Regions from separate parts of the Sus scrofa genome. Here regions 2 and 3 are each linked to region 1. The links are chromatin contacts, called in public Hi-C maps. All regions are on one chromosome and are shown on one strand. Each heading gives the region's core, a stretch centred on a gene start, on an enhancer-like site or on the middle of the called end of the contact. The rest is flanking DNA. Distances are from core to core; before and after follow the strand shown. Region 1 overlaps SLC9A1 (solute carrier family 9 member A1). Region 2 overlaps LOC106507624 (a long non-coding RNA gene). Region 3 holds the start of SLC9A1 (solute carrier family 9 member A1).

Evidence for each region. Hi-C and Micro-C count contacts between places; a contact is called where the count stands out from the background.
Region 2: a contact with region 1 is called in a Hi-C map of omental adipose tissue, with 1.7 times the contacts expected there. The contact joins two enhancer-like sites. A contact is called at or near these places in 2 of 5 promoter capture datasets (fetal skeletal muscle and liver), 27 of 47 Hi-C or Micro-C datasets (adipose tissue, alveolar macrophages, blood and 15 more) and 2 of 2 datasets of contacts at active chromatin or transcription factors (alveolar macrophages and skeletal muscle).
Region 3: a Hi-C map of mesenteric adipose tissue shows a contact between it and region 1, with 2.1 times the contacts expected there. The contact joins the promoter of SLC9A1 here to the enhancer-like site in region 1. A contact is called at or near these places in 2 of 5 promoter capture datasets (fetal liver and liver), 21 of 47 Hi-C or Micro-C datasets (alveolar macrophages, blood, brain and 9 more) and 1 of 2 datasets of contacts at active chromatin or transcription factors (skeletal muscle).

The regions. Positions count from the first base shown.
Region 1 is chr6:84,386,637-84,390,946 of Sscrofa11.1, forward strand. All of the region lies in intron 1 of SLC9A1 (solute carrier family 9 member A1), which reads right to left. Among named protein-coding and RNA genes, the nearest start is that of SLC9A1, 38 kb to the right of the region's middle. Within about 2 kb of position 2,090, at least 21 of the 83 cell types and tissues checked have an H3K27ac peak or open chromatin away from gene starts, as enhancers often do. A contact at or near this core is called in adipose tissue, mesenteric adipose tissue and omental adipose tissue, where this site is marked.
Region 2 is chr6:84,335,051-84,339,360 of Sscrofa11.1, forward strand. The region is part of intron 1 of LOC106507624 (a long non-coding RNA gene); the gene reads right to left. Among named protein-coding and RNA genes, the nearest start is that of FAM46B, 26 kb to the left of the region's middle. Within about 2 kb of position 1,966, at least 27 of the 83 cell types and tissues checked have an H3K27ac peak or open chromatin away from gene starts, as enhancers often do. A contact at or near this core is called in adipose tissue and omental adipose tissue, where this site is marked.
Region 3 is chr6:84,423,852-84,428,161 of Sscrofa11.1, forward strand. It overlaps SLC9A1 (solute carrier family 9 member A1), which reads right to left and starts at 2,596. Exons shown (of 12, transcript NM_001007103.1): 1 at 2,017-2,596. The coding sequence starts at 2,368. All of the region lies in intron 2 of LOC110261121 (a long non-coding RNA gene), which reads left to right.

The DNA of each region.
Region 1 (4,310 bases), core at 840-3,339:
GACGTGAGCGCAAGACCAGGCCAAACAATCTAACAATTCTGTCGGAAGGAAGATAGCAAGTTCCCCCTCAAGCGGGTGTTTAAGCAGAAGGCAGATGATGGCTGCTGAAGAAGGGACACAAGAAATAGGAAGCACAGAGGAATCAAAGCATATCAGCGCAGGAAGGAACCTGGGGACCACACAGCCCAGATTTGCAAACAAGCAGAATGCACGCAACAACCTCCAATCCCAGACTCGCATGCTTTCCTGCTGAGCCCAGAGAGTGGCTCAGAAAGCCGACAGCAACCAGTTTTGCATGTGAGACAAAACTGATTTGCCACTCTGTTTCTAGCCTAATCCCACACACTTTTTTTTCCTTCTTCCTTTTTACTGCTACACCTGCAGCATATGGGAGCTCATGGCCTAGGGGTTGAAGTGGAGCTGCAGCTGCTGGCCTCTGCCGCGGGCACAGCAATGCTGCCAGATCAGAGCCACATCTTCAACCTACACCACAGCTTGCTGCCAGATCCTCATTATGTTGGGTTCTTAACCTGCTGAACCACAACGGGAACTCCTAATACCACCCACTTTAATGATGGGGTAACTGAAGCTCCGAAGGGAAAAAGGACTTGCTTAAGGTCACAGAGCAAATCAGTGGCAGAACTTGGACAGAACCCAGGTCTGGCCTCCCAGCTCCCATCAAACTCTGTGGCTCTATGAGTCAACCCCTCCTGCCTCCCCATTAAGGCATAAAATGGCCCTTTGCCTGAGACCAACCAACCACCCCCCCAAGCCAGGTCTTGACCAGCAGCAGCAGCAGGCTACTCTCTGCAGCGGGCCTCCTTGGGGCTCCAAACCCAGAGCTGCAGAGACAGCAAAAATCCCCTTTAAAGAGGGGGGAACTCCTAATACTTCTCAATTGTCATGTTTGGCCCCAAGCTCCCTATGGGTTTTGGGGTTGTTTTGGGTGGGGAAGTAAGTGGAGATGACCTGGGGTTCTAGCTGCATGCTGGGCACTTAACTCCTGGGGTCTGCTTGGTTAAGAGGGTCTGACACTTTGTCTCGCTCTCCCTACCTCCCTAACCTATAAGCTCTGTGCAGGCAGACTCCATATCTGTTTATGATTATACCCCCCGGGCCAAGGATACATACAACAGGAGCTCTACCAGTATCTACTGATTCAAAAATGCAAAGGGCTGGGCCAGGACCCACGTGATTCCCAATACCCTGTCTGGCCAGGCCTCTGCTCGCTTCACCTCTGAGATCAGTGGGAAGGAAGATGAACATCCCTCCTAGTGCCCAGAGCCCCTTCTGCTCTTAGCTACTGATCTAGGCAGTGCCAGTACAGCCACAATTCAATACTCAATACACCATCCAGGCCCAAGACCTTGTCACAGGGGGACAGGGTGTGTGTGGGGGTGTGGCTGTGTGTGTGTAACAAGTCAAGAGCAATACCATGAAGAATGTTCATTACTCCTAAAAGTGCTGGGGACCTGGCACATGTCATCTCTTTAGTCCTCACAACAATGTAATAGGTACTGTCCCCATTTTGCAGAAGAGAAAGCTGGGGCTCAGCGAGATTCAGTGTTTTCTGAGCCAGGCCAGGGCTGTGTGCTGGGGACACTGAGGTGGCTCAGGGTCAGAACCTCCGTCAGGAGCTCCTGGGAATGGCTATGCTTGCTCCAACCTTTGGACCTTCAGGCTACCAGGTCCCCATCACTAGGTGAAGAGACAGCTGACATTCCTATTTGACAGATGAAAACCTGGAGCCCAGAGGAGGTGGACGTGTCCAGGCACCCAGGGCAAGGTCCCAGGCCTCCAGACTCGGGGACAGTGCACTTTCTTCAAATGAGCCAGCCCCCAGAGTACCTGGTGCTGAAACTGTTTCCAGAGCTGATCCCCCCAGGTTTTCCCGTGTTGCCCTGCCTCTCAGGGAGCAGAAGGAACTCTGGGCCCTGGCAGGCAAGGGAATGGGAGCGTGGGCCAGGCTAGGAAGGGAGGTCTAGGATCTACCTTGGCACCTCGCCCACAGTGGGGAGGACGTTACTGGAAAGCAGCTCCCAGGGAAGGGGTGGATTCTGTCATCAGGCCCAGCGGCTCAGGGGAGGGGGAGGGCCTGCAGGCCTGCTCTGGCCTGTCCCTCTCCTAAAGCCCTGACTCTACCAATCGTCCCCACTCTGCATCTCTAAAGAGTCCCCTCAAAGCATGGACACTTGCTGACACTGAGAGAGATGAAGGGGGCACAGCTGGGCCTCTGGTCCCCTGACAGAGGCTCAGCATTGAGGCGAGACCCCAAGATGTTAAGAAAGGAGGCACAACTCCCAGGGCCCAAACATGCAGCACTGGTGATGTCACCAGGATGGAATCAGGGGTGGGGCGGAGGCAGTGAGGCTCAGATCCAGAGCCTCGAGAGCTGAAACATAGCTTGGAGATCATCCCGACCCTCCATCACAGTTAAAGAAACTGATGATCAAAGGGAAGCGGTGACCTGTCAATTGTCACGACCAGTCCCACCACGAGAACCCAGGAAGCCCCAAGTCCAGCAATCACTCCAGCCATGTGGCCTCCTGCTGGAGCACCCAGGCCTCCCAGAGCAAGGACTTGAGGAGACAGTGTGGAATTCAGCATCTCCCCGCCTCAGGGCAAACTGGCTGACACAGTTTAGGGCTGGCCTCCCTTTTAGGTGAAGAGGCTGGGGGAGAGGAGAGATGTTTCTCACTCCATCCAGTATAGGTGGCATTTGAGCAACTGGGGGCACTCGGGGAACACAGACACATACCACACTCACCCGCGCTTTCACTCTTCCCTACACAGACTCTCTCTGACACACACACAAACTGAAAAGACACTTGGCTAAACCACATTGACGCGGGGCCTCCGGTCCTCTGCAGCCTCTCTGCTCTTCACCCTGAGAACACTTTATTCCCATCTCCCCAGACTCCCCATCTGCTGAGTCTGTGCAGTAGAGCAGGCAAGCGAGGCTATCCCACGGCACCCTTGGTTGCCAGGGTGACCAGACACCCCTGATCCCACTTCCGGCATCTCTCCCCTGGCCTGGGCAGTCAGAGGGGAGTGCTGGGAGGAAGGGCCTCCTTGGCCCACCAATGCCAGGTCACCAAAGACCCAGGGGCACATGAGGGGCTCTGCGCCCTAGTTCCAGGCCTGAAGACTGCTCTGGGGCTGCAACTCGGCCAGGTCCCAAGGGATTCCCGGTAGCATGACGATTCCATTTCTCTAACTCCCTCTTCAACTGCCCCAGCAACCGGTCTCAACTACGGTAAAGAAAGGTAATACCTTCCGCCAAAAGCCTGGCACTGCACAGCTTACAGCAGGGTGCTAACACATTTGCAGCTCACCAAGCCCTGGGAGGTCACGATTACCACCCCCTCATTTTAGAGAGGAGGAAACTGAGGCATAGAGAGGTGAAGCAACTTGTTCAAAGTCAAGTGGCTGCTATCAGGTTCAAATCCAGGCAGTCTGGCCCCAGTCTGTGTTCTTAGCCACCTGCCACATTATCCCTGGTTTTATTCTTATTTTGCTTCTAAGAGAAGTCTCAGAACCCAGGACCAAAGAGTTCCAGAGTGGTTCCCAGAGGGCCAGAGGTGGTATTTCTTTCCACAAGCTCTTCTCCAAGGAAGTCTCACAGCTGCTCCTTTTCCACTCTGGAGGCCTAAGAAAGACCTTGGGGAATCCTCCCCATCTTTTAAGCCCACCCCTCAGTCCTGAGTTCACGCCACCCAAAGGGGTCAGTCTTCTCCTAAAGTCCTAGGGCAGGAGGTAGAACTATCAGCCAAGCTCAGCAACTGCCTCCCTGGTCTAGATTCAGCCCCAGGCTCCACTGGGGCTGGAGGGGCTCAGAGTCTTCTCGAGTTGGATTCTTCTCAGTGTTGATTCTTCCCACCATCAGTGTCTGAGGACCAGGGAGAAAGATAAACACAATGCAGCTGCTGCTTCAGTACGTTTACAGCCAAGCCAGCAAAGAAAGACGTGTGGCACTCGCCACTCTGCTCAGGGTTCCAATCAGAGAGCGGCTGTTTACTAGCTTGTTGGCCGTGGGCAAGTGGGCTCTCCTCCCCTCAGTTTCCCCATCTGTGTAAAAGCCTATCTGAGAAGTTTCTGCAGCACAAGAGGACATTATAAGGGTAAAAGAAAGTCAAACAACGCTGGCACTGGATATTAGCCAAAGTGGTGACTGCTATTATCATTACAATCTTCTCCAAAACTCAGGTTCAACATGGGTCACTGTACGTTATCATGACCCACTGGTGTGCACTTGTCCATCACTGGGTTTTAAGCTCCCTAAGGCAGGAACTTTCTAGAGTCGTCTGGGT
Region 2 (4,310 bases), core at 716-3,215, 52 kb before region 1:
GCAACATACGCTGTAGCTGCCACAATGAGAGATCCTTAACCTGCTGCTCCAGGCTGGGGATCCAACCAGCAATGCCACAGAGAAGAGCCAGATCATTAACCCAGGGTGCCACAGCAGAAACTCTCATTCATTCATTCATATATTTAATTTTATTGATGTATAGTTGAACCAAAAATATTTGAATTAAAGCTAAAAGGCTGGAGTTCCTGTTGTGGCTCAGTGGTAGTAAACCTGACTAGTATCCAGGAGGATGCGGGTTCGATCCCTGGCTTTGCTCAGTGGGTTAAGGATCCAGCGTTGTCATGAGCTGTGGTGTATGTCGCAGATCTGGCAGATCTGGCATTACTGCGGCTGCGGTGTAGGGCGGCAGTTACAGCTCCGATTTGACCCCTAGCCTGAGGACTTCCATATGCCATGGGTGCAGCTCTAAAAAGCAAAAAAAAGAATTGGCATGTTATTCCCATCAGTAGGAAGCTGCTAAGGGCTGTTTTTATACCATGGATATGGTCCTAAAAAAAAAAAAAAAAAAGCTGAAAGGCCCTAAGGCCAACCAGCTGCTAAGAGGCAGGACCGACTGCTTTGCTGCTCTCCTGTACAGAGAGAAGCTCTTCTGGTCCACTTAGTAGCTGCACAGCCTCAGGAAAACTCCTTCACCTCTCTCTGCCTCAGCTTCTGCCTCAGTTTCTTTCTGCATTTTTTTTTTCTTTTTAAGCCAACGCTGGATCCTTAACCCACTGAGTGAGGCCAGGGATCGAACCTGCATCCTCATATATACTAGTCGGATTCTTTTTTTTTTTTTTTTTTTTTTTTTGTCTTTTTGCCTTTTCTAGGGCTGCTCCCACAGCATATGGAGGTTCCCAGGCTAGGAGTCCAATCGGAGCTGTAGCCACTGGCCTAACGCCAGAGCCACAGCAATGCTAGATTGGAGCCGCGTCTGCAACCTACACCACAGCTCATGGCAACGCCGGATCCTTAACCCACTGAGCAAGGCCAGGGATCGAACCCACAACCACATGGTTCCTAGTCGGATTCTTTAACCACTGAGCCACGACGGGAACTCCACTAGTCGGATTCTTAACACGCTGGGCCGCAACAGGAACTCCTGTGACTGATTTGTAAAATGGTATTACGTATTACCTGCCTTTTAAGACTGTTTCAAGAATTAAATGTGGTAAAGACCTGAGAATGCTGAGCACAGAGTCTGGAATACAGTTAGTGCTCAATAAATGCAAAGGAGGCCTGGACATTTGGAGGAGGGCTGGCTTGGCTCCCTCTACTCTTAGACCTCTGGGCTCCCCTCAGCCTGAGTGGGCAGTTTCATGAATGGCCACGAGGTGGTGCCCGAATCCCAGTTATTTGGAAGTCATTCCGCCCACACCCCGCCCCTCCCTCCAACCCCGGAAGAAGCTGTTCAGGGAAGTAGGGACCAGAAAAACAGGTGGGCTCCTATGGCTTGGGATGCATCGGGGCTGGGATCTGAACATGGAGCCTCTTTCAGCCTCTCTCCCTTTTTCTTTTTTCTTTCTTTCCTTTTTTGCTTTTTTGGAGGGCCTCCCCCGTGGCAAATGGAAGTTTCGAGGCTAGGGATCAAATCGGAGTTATAGCTGCTGGCCACCGCCGCGGCCATAGCAACAAGGGATCTGAGCCGCATCTGTGACTTACACCACAGCACACGGCAATGCCGTATCTGTGCGAGGCCAGGGATCCCACATCCTCATGGATACTAGTCAGAGTCGTTTCTGCTGCACCACGACAGAAACTACCCCCTTTAAGTTTTTCTCTTGGGGTTTCCTTTTCGGTGTTCAGGTCCACGGTCCCCCACCCCCTTTTCTCTCAGCTCCCCAGAATTGAAGCCCAAGGCTTCTGCTAAATAGGCTCCACTCCTTGACGACCCATGATGGGTGCCCTGGCCCCGAGACCATTTTCCCTGCCCTGCTTCATTCAGGAACCAGGCCAGGATGTGGGGGTAGAAGGAAGACACTTAACTGAACACTTCCTGTGGGCTTGCAGGGTGGGGAGCCAGAGGAAATGACCCTGTTCCTGTTCGTCGTATTCCGAAGGTGGGGTGAGAATAGAAACTAGAAGAGGCAAAGGGAAAACATGCAGGAGTTACTTAAGATTTCCTTCCCATCTGTGTTTTCAGCACATAGGAAATATTATCCTCATTGTACAGATGTGGAAACTGAGGCCGAGAAGTGTTAGGTAACGTGCATGAATTGCCCTCCCAGGATCCAAAGCTCCCTCACCAGCAGTGGAGTGTGGTCCACATTAAGAACATTCATAAATTGGAGGAGTTCCTGTCGTGGCGCCGTTAAAAATAGCTAATGTAGGAGTTCTCATCCTGGCTCAGTGACTAACAAATCCGACTAGGAACCCTAAGGTTGTGGGTTCGATCCCTGGCCTGGATCAGTGGGTTAAGGATCTGACGTTGCTGTGAAGTGCGGTGTAGGTAGAAGATGTGGCTGGGATGTGGTGTGGCTGTGGCTATGGCGTAGGCCGGTGGCTACAGCTTCAATTAGACCCCTAGCCTGGGAACCTCCATATGCCGCAGGTGCAGCCCTAGAAAAGACAAAAGAAAAAAAAAAAAGAATATTCATAAATTGGAGTTTCTGTTGTGGCTCAGTGGTTAACAAACCCGACTAATATCCATGAGGATGCAGGTTTGATCGCTGGCCTTGCACGGTGGGTTAAGGATCTAGTGTTGCTGTGAGCTGCGGTGTATGCCACAGACGCAGCTCGGGGTCCTGTGTTGCTGTGGCGGTGGTGTAGGCCAGAGGCTGTAGCTCCAATTAGACCCCTAGCCTGGGAACTTCCATATACCGTGGGTATGGCCCTAAAAAGACGAAGGCCAAAAAAAAAAAAAAAAAAAAAAAAAAAGAGTGTTCATAAATTCCTCCAACAGCATCTGCCACGATCTGCACATCCAGTGAGAATCAGACCTGGTTCCTGCCCTGGGGAGCAGACAATCTGGAGGGGGAGGCTGGCAGAGAAGCACACAGGGCACTTTGTCCTGAAGTAAGTGTTGGGCACAGTGGGGACCCAGAGGATGCAGTTGCTGGTGTCACCTGAACAGGTTAGGGGCACGAAGGAAAGGAAGGTCTGAGAGACTTTGTAGATTCCTAGAGGACTAAGAATTTATTCTAGAAACTGCTGCTGTGGCGCAACAAGATTGGCTGCATTTCTACAACATCAGAATGTAGGCCTGATCCCCGGCCCGGCACAGTAGGTTAAAGGATCCTACTGCTGCAGCTATGGAGTAGGTTGTAGCTACAGCTCGGATCTGATCCCTGGCCCAGGAACTCCATATGTCAAGAAAAGAAGAAGAAAAAAATAATTTACTCCAGCATAATTTTCAAAAAGGTAAAATCATGGCCCTCATACAGATTTTTAAAAATGAACGTGTGTCAAAGATTTCCTTTAACTCTTTAATTGACAAGGAAATAGCAAGATGTTAAAAGTAGTTCAAATGAAAATTTGACTTACATGTACTTGTGTTTTCTACTGGACAACCAAAAGTCCTTTGCATAGTTGTGAATAAGGTTCATTTTCTTGATATAGGCAGGAATCCTTTGCATTATATCTGTTTTCTACAAATTACTTCTAGCCCTACAAAAAGTCAAAGACAGGCAGCCATACACACCCCCAAAGGATCAGATCATCATCAGAGGACGCTCAGCCTTCCTCTGAAAGGACCTCCATGAATCTCTTTTGTATTTTCCAAGGTTTTTCTACGTTTTCTAGATTGACCCTCAGAAGAATCAGGAAAAATCAGGTAGCAGCTGTTCCTGAAGGAGCAGGTCACCTAGAGAGAGCCTGGTCTGCATGCTTCCGCCATCCCCTTCCACGTGCTGGTGACAGGCTTCCAATTCCAGCAGGAGCGGGCCCGCCAGTGCCCGCCAGCAGGTGGCGCTGAGGCACATCCTCAGCAGCACCCTGAGGAATTCGGGGCTAGGAACTGGCTCCCAGTTTTCCACACTGCTGGCCCTTGGGAATCAGGTTTCATGATTTAAGAATTTCACAGGGCTCTTTCTGGGTGAGCTCGACAAGCCCTGTGAATTCATTCATTCGCTGGTTCAGTCATCTTTTCATTCGACGAACCCGCAGTCAGGCCCACAAATCGTGTTGCTGAGATTCTCCAGAGAATCAGTCCTTGTCTCTGCTTGTTTTTGCTTGCCTGGCTTTGCTGCCAGGACTCAGAGCCACCTGGAATTTTGAACACTCAGCATCCCTCCACTCCACCCCTGCCCTGCCTGCTCGTGTGTCCACTCCCCTTGGAAAATTCACCTCCTCAGAGCTTGAAGACAAGATTT
Region 3 (4,310 bases), core at 1,346-3,845, 38 kb after region 1:
GGCTGAGTGACTTGCCAGTGTTACCTAAGTCAGTGGAATGGCAGAAATGTCAGATCTGGAAGAGGCCACAAAGATCTACTGACAAGTGGAAAGTCCTGACTGGCCCAAGGTCACAGAGGGAGGTGGGACAAGAGGCTAGTCTCCCAACTTCCAGATTGATGCCCCTGCCATGGCACCACCTCTGCTCTCCAGCTGCCCAGGGTCCCAGGCACAGGTTTTGGTGAGGAGAAAGCAGGTCAAGATTGACCCCCTTAGGATTAGAGATAATCAGGCCTGCAGGGACAACGGACTCTCCAGAGTTGGATCTTTGTGGCCACGCTGCCAACTCAGCAGAAGACACTGAGACCCACAATGTGTGCACTAGCCCCCAGTGCCCTAATACAGTGCCAGGTGGGGCTGGGGGGCGAGGGGCTGGAGAGAGGAGGGCAATTCATAAACAGTGCTTGCAAAGCCTCTTCCTGGTCTCCCATTGGCAAATGACACATCAGTGACTCCAGCTTCCTAAGGCAAATTAAGGCACAAGGTTGTATGATTCAATGATATGGTCAAATTTTAGAGATTCTTGCCAGTTTCACAGGTGGGCAAGACCTGCAGAAACAGCCCCCGGCTTGTTCAAGGTCATGTATTTGTTGGAATCAGTACACTCGGCTCCCCTTGCTTAGTCCTTGATTCTTCCAGGAAGCTAGATGCCATCTGGGGATAGGTGCTGGTGGCCCAGCTCCATGTACAGGCCTGCTACTGTCACAGAACCAAAGCCCCGTATCAGGAAGCCAGCTTCTGGCTCTGTCAAAACAGAGGCACCCGTGCCCTCCCGCAGCATGTCCCAGAACCTGTCTCATACCAGTCTGGCATTGCCACTCAGCTCCTGCGTGTCCTTGGGAAAGCTGCAAGGCTTCCTGCCAAGAGTCACAAACTCTCCAAACCAGCAGAGTCCCAGGCCCTCACGCCTTCCTCAGCTGGCTGGGGGCTGAAAAGGCAAAGGTGGCTTTCAAAGCCCCCTGGACACCCCTTCCAGGGAATTCTGGGCTGTGCAGGCTCTGGTGAGCTCCATCACCCAGCAGAACAGAGCGCTCAGACCTGGCAGGGAGATAATCCCCTGGAAGGGAAAAACTTTTCTGTTTCCTTCTCCCAAAAAGGCTTCAAAGTCTCTTCAGACCAGAACATCCGGAGCCCCTCCATCTGCCCCTCTCCCACTTGGTTGAGGGACAGGCAGGCCAACATGACTGGCCGGCCCAGACACCACCTAGAGACGCAGCTGGGTGCCAACCTGGAGGTGAGCTGGGGCCAGAACCTGGGTGCCAACCTGGAGGTGAGCTGGAGGGGTGAACCTCCCTCCCTCTCCCTCCACCCCCAAACCAGACTTCAGGCCCCCTGTCCCATAAACTGTAGAAGGAGTGGCATTCCAGGGCAGGAAACTGACTCAGGGGCTCCTGACCAGCCTGGGCAGGCAACGCTGACAGATAACATTGTGGGGATGAAGGAAGGTGGGAATATGGGGACGCCTCCTCTTCCACCACACCTGTAAGTCTCCAGCCCACAGGTCCCCCACTAAACTCACACTCCTTAGACAGACCCAGTAGAAATACACTCCATCCTGGAACACCCTCCCATGAAGCGTGTAATTGCACTGGTTGCTATTGACAGAGTAGACTGGGCCAGTTGCTGCAGACACTCCGGTCTCACACAGCTGGGTGCCTGGCTCCCCTCGGGGTATGGCCCAGCCAAAGGAGACTTGCCAGGCCTGGGAGCCTCACTGGAGGGACCTAGTATCAGGAGCACCCCTTCCTCCTCTCGCTCTCTTCCATGAACAATCCTGGCTCCCATTATAGGAGGCCTCAGACCACAAAGGCCACAGAGCTCAAGTTTGAGAAGGACCAAGATGGCAGGATGGAGGCTGCCCATGCGACAGGAGAAGTCCAGACCCTTATTCCTGGGCAGCCTCAGGCAGTAAGGATGGGGCAAGAAGCTCATCAGTCTGGTGGCAGCGGCAGAGGCATCGGGGCCAACTGGACTTACCTATCTTCATGAGGCAGGCCAGCAGGATCCAGAGGGAGATTTCGAAGGGTGTGCGCACGTGTGTGTAGTCGATGCCCAGGACGGGAAAGGCCTTCCGAGCTTTCATGCCGTGTTCAGTGACGGAATGGTTAACAGGGCGGCTCTCCGGGGCGAGCTCTGGTGGGGCGGTGGTGACATCCCCAATCGAGCGTTCCCGTGGTGGCTCTGAGCCTCTGATGGTGCTGGCAGTGGGGCTGGGCTGGAGGCCATGGCTTCTGAGAACAGGTAGCAGCCCCACTAAGGCTACCACCACAAGCAGCGAAGGGAAGATTCGAGGTGGAGAGAGGCCACAGATGCCAGACCACAGAAGCATCCTGCTGCGCCCCTCGAGCCTTAGCAAAGTGAGACCTGGGACATAGGCAGCGAGGAGTCTGCAAGGGGTGAGAGAGACCAGGGCGTCTCTAGGCAAAGTTCATGTTTTAGAGCTGTGTTTTTGTGGAAGCAGTCCTCTGGAGGTGGAGGAAGGTTGGCTTCACGACCTAGAACTCCAAACTGGGGAAAAGGGACAAGGACCCAGTTAGGATCATAGGAGGAGGCCAAAAGGTCTGGAACTCCAGGCCCGAGAAAGGGGTTTGGAGAGGAAGGGAGGGACTTCGCCCTAAGGACAGAGGAAGGGACAGGATAGGCTGAACCCCAGGCAAGGAAAAGGAAGCGGGAAGGCAGGGACCCTCGGCTGAGGAAAGTGACTGAGGAGCTGGGACTTGGCTAAGCGAAGGGGCAGGGAGCCTGAGCTAAAGGAAGAGGATGGAAGGGGGTGGGACCCGGTGCAGGAAAAGAAGAGGGGGCTGAGAGCCCAGGCTGCGAGGAAGGAGTGAAACCAGAAAGCGGCCGGGAGCTTCCCCACCCAGGGAAGGACCGGGGTGCAGGCGCGCCGGGCTGAGATTCCGGGGAAATGGAGGGAGGCGGAAGGCGGAGGCAGGCGGCCTGGCGAGAAGGCGCCTCGGCGCGGGCTGGGGGCGGCTCGCGGTGGGCCAGCAGCAAAACGCCCCTCCTTGCGGCCCCGGCTCGGCGCTGCGCCCCGGCCCAGCTGCAGCTCCTCAGCGTCCGGCTCCACTTCCAACACCGGCCCCAGCACCGGCAGCGGCTGACTGATGCCTCACTGAGCCCGGCGCTGCCACTTATAGGCACCAGCGAGCAGCCAGCGCAGCGGGCTAGAAGGACCTGTCGGCGCCCGCGCATTGCAGCGCCCTCTCTCGCCGAGGGAAGGAAGTATCCCGTCGAAAGAGCAGTGACAGTCAGAGATGGGCAAAAAAAAAAAAAAAAAAAAGAGTCCCAAATCTACAAAGATTCTAACTAACAAGGGTAAAATGCTTTACTATTTACAAAGTGCTTTCACATCCACAGTCGCATGGAGACTTCCCAATAATCTTGTGAGGGATGTATTATTACGGTATATATTTAGTTACAGTGTAACCTTGAGCAAGTTACTTAACCTCTCTGTTCCACAGCTTTCTCACGGGGAAGAGTGGAGATAACAGGAGTATCTCTATCTGCTAATGCTGCTGCGTATAGTATATGTGATGACTAAAGGTGATATTCTATGTAAACTGTTTAGAATGGAGCCCAGCGTGTAGAAGCACTATGATGGTTCCAGTTTTGTAGCTGAGGAAATAGGTGAAAGGAATTCCTTATGTAAACACTAGTTGTATTAGTTTGCTAGAGCTGCTGTAACAAAGTGCTGCAAACCGTGGTGGCTTAAAGAACAGGAATTCAGGTGTTCCCGTCATGGCAGGGCGGAAACGAATCCAACTAAGAACCATGAAGTTGCAGGTTCAATCCCTGGTCTTGCTCAGGATCCAGCGTTGCCATGAGCTGTGGTATAGGTTGCAGATGTGGCTTGGATCCCATGTTGCTGTGGCTATGGTGTAGGCCGGTGGCTACAGCTCCAATTAGACCCCTAGCCTGGGAACCTCCATATGCCGTGGGTGTGGCCCTAAAAGGACAAAAGACAATAAATAAAAATAAAGAACAGGAATTCATTGTCTCATATTCTGGAGGCTAGAGATCTGAAATCATGGTGTCATCTGAGTTCCTTCTAAGGGCGGTGAGGAAAAATTTGTTCCCTGCTTCTCTCCTGGCTTCTGGTGGTTGGACAACAATCTTTGGTGGTTTTTTGTTTTGTTTTTTGTCTTTTGTCTTTTGGGGGCTGCACCTGGGGTATATGGAGGTTCCCAGGCTAGGGGTCCAATTGGAGCTGGGGCTGCAGGCCTGCACCACAGCCGCAGCAACTTGTGATCCAAGCTGCATCTGCAACC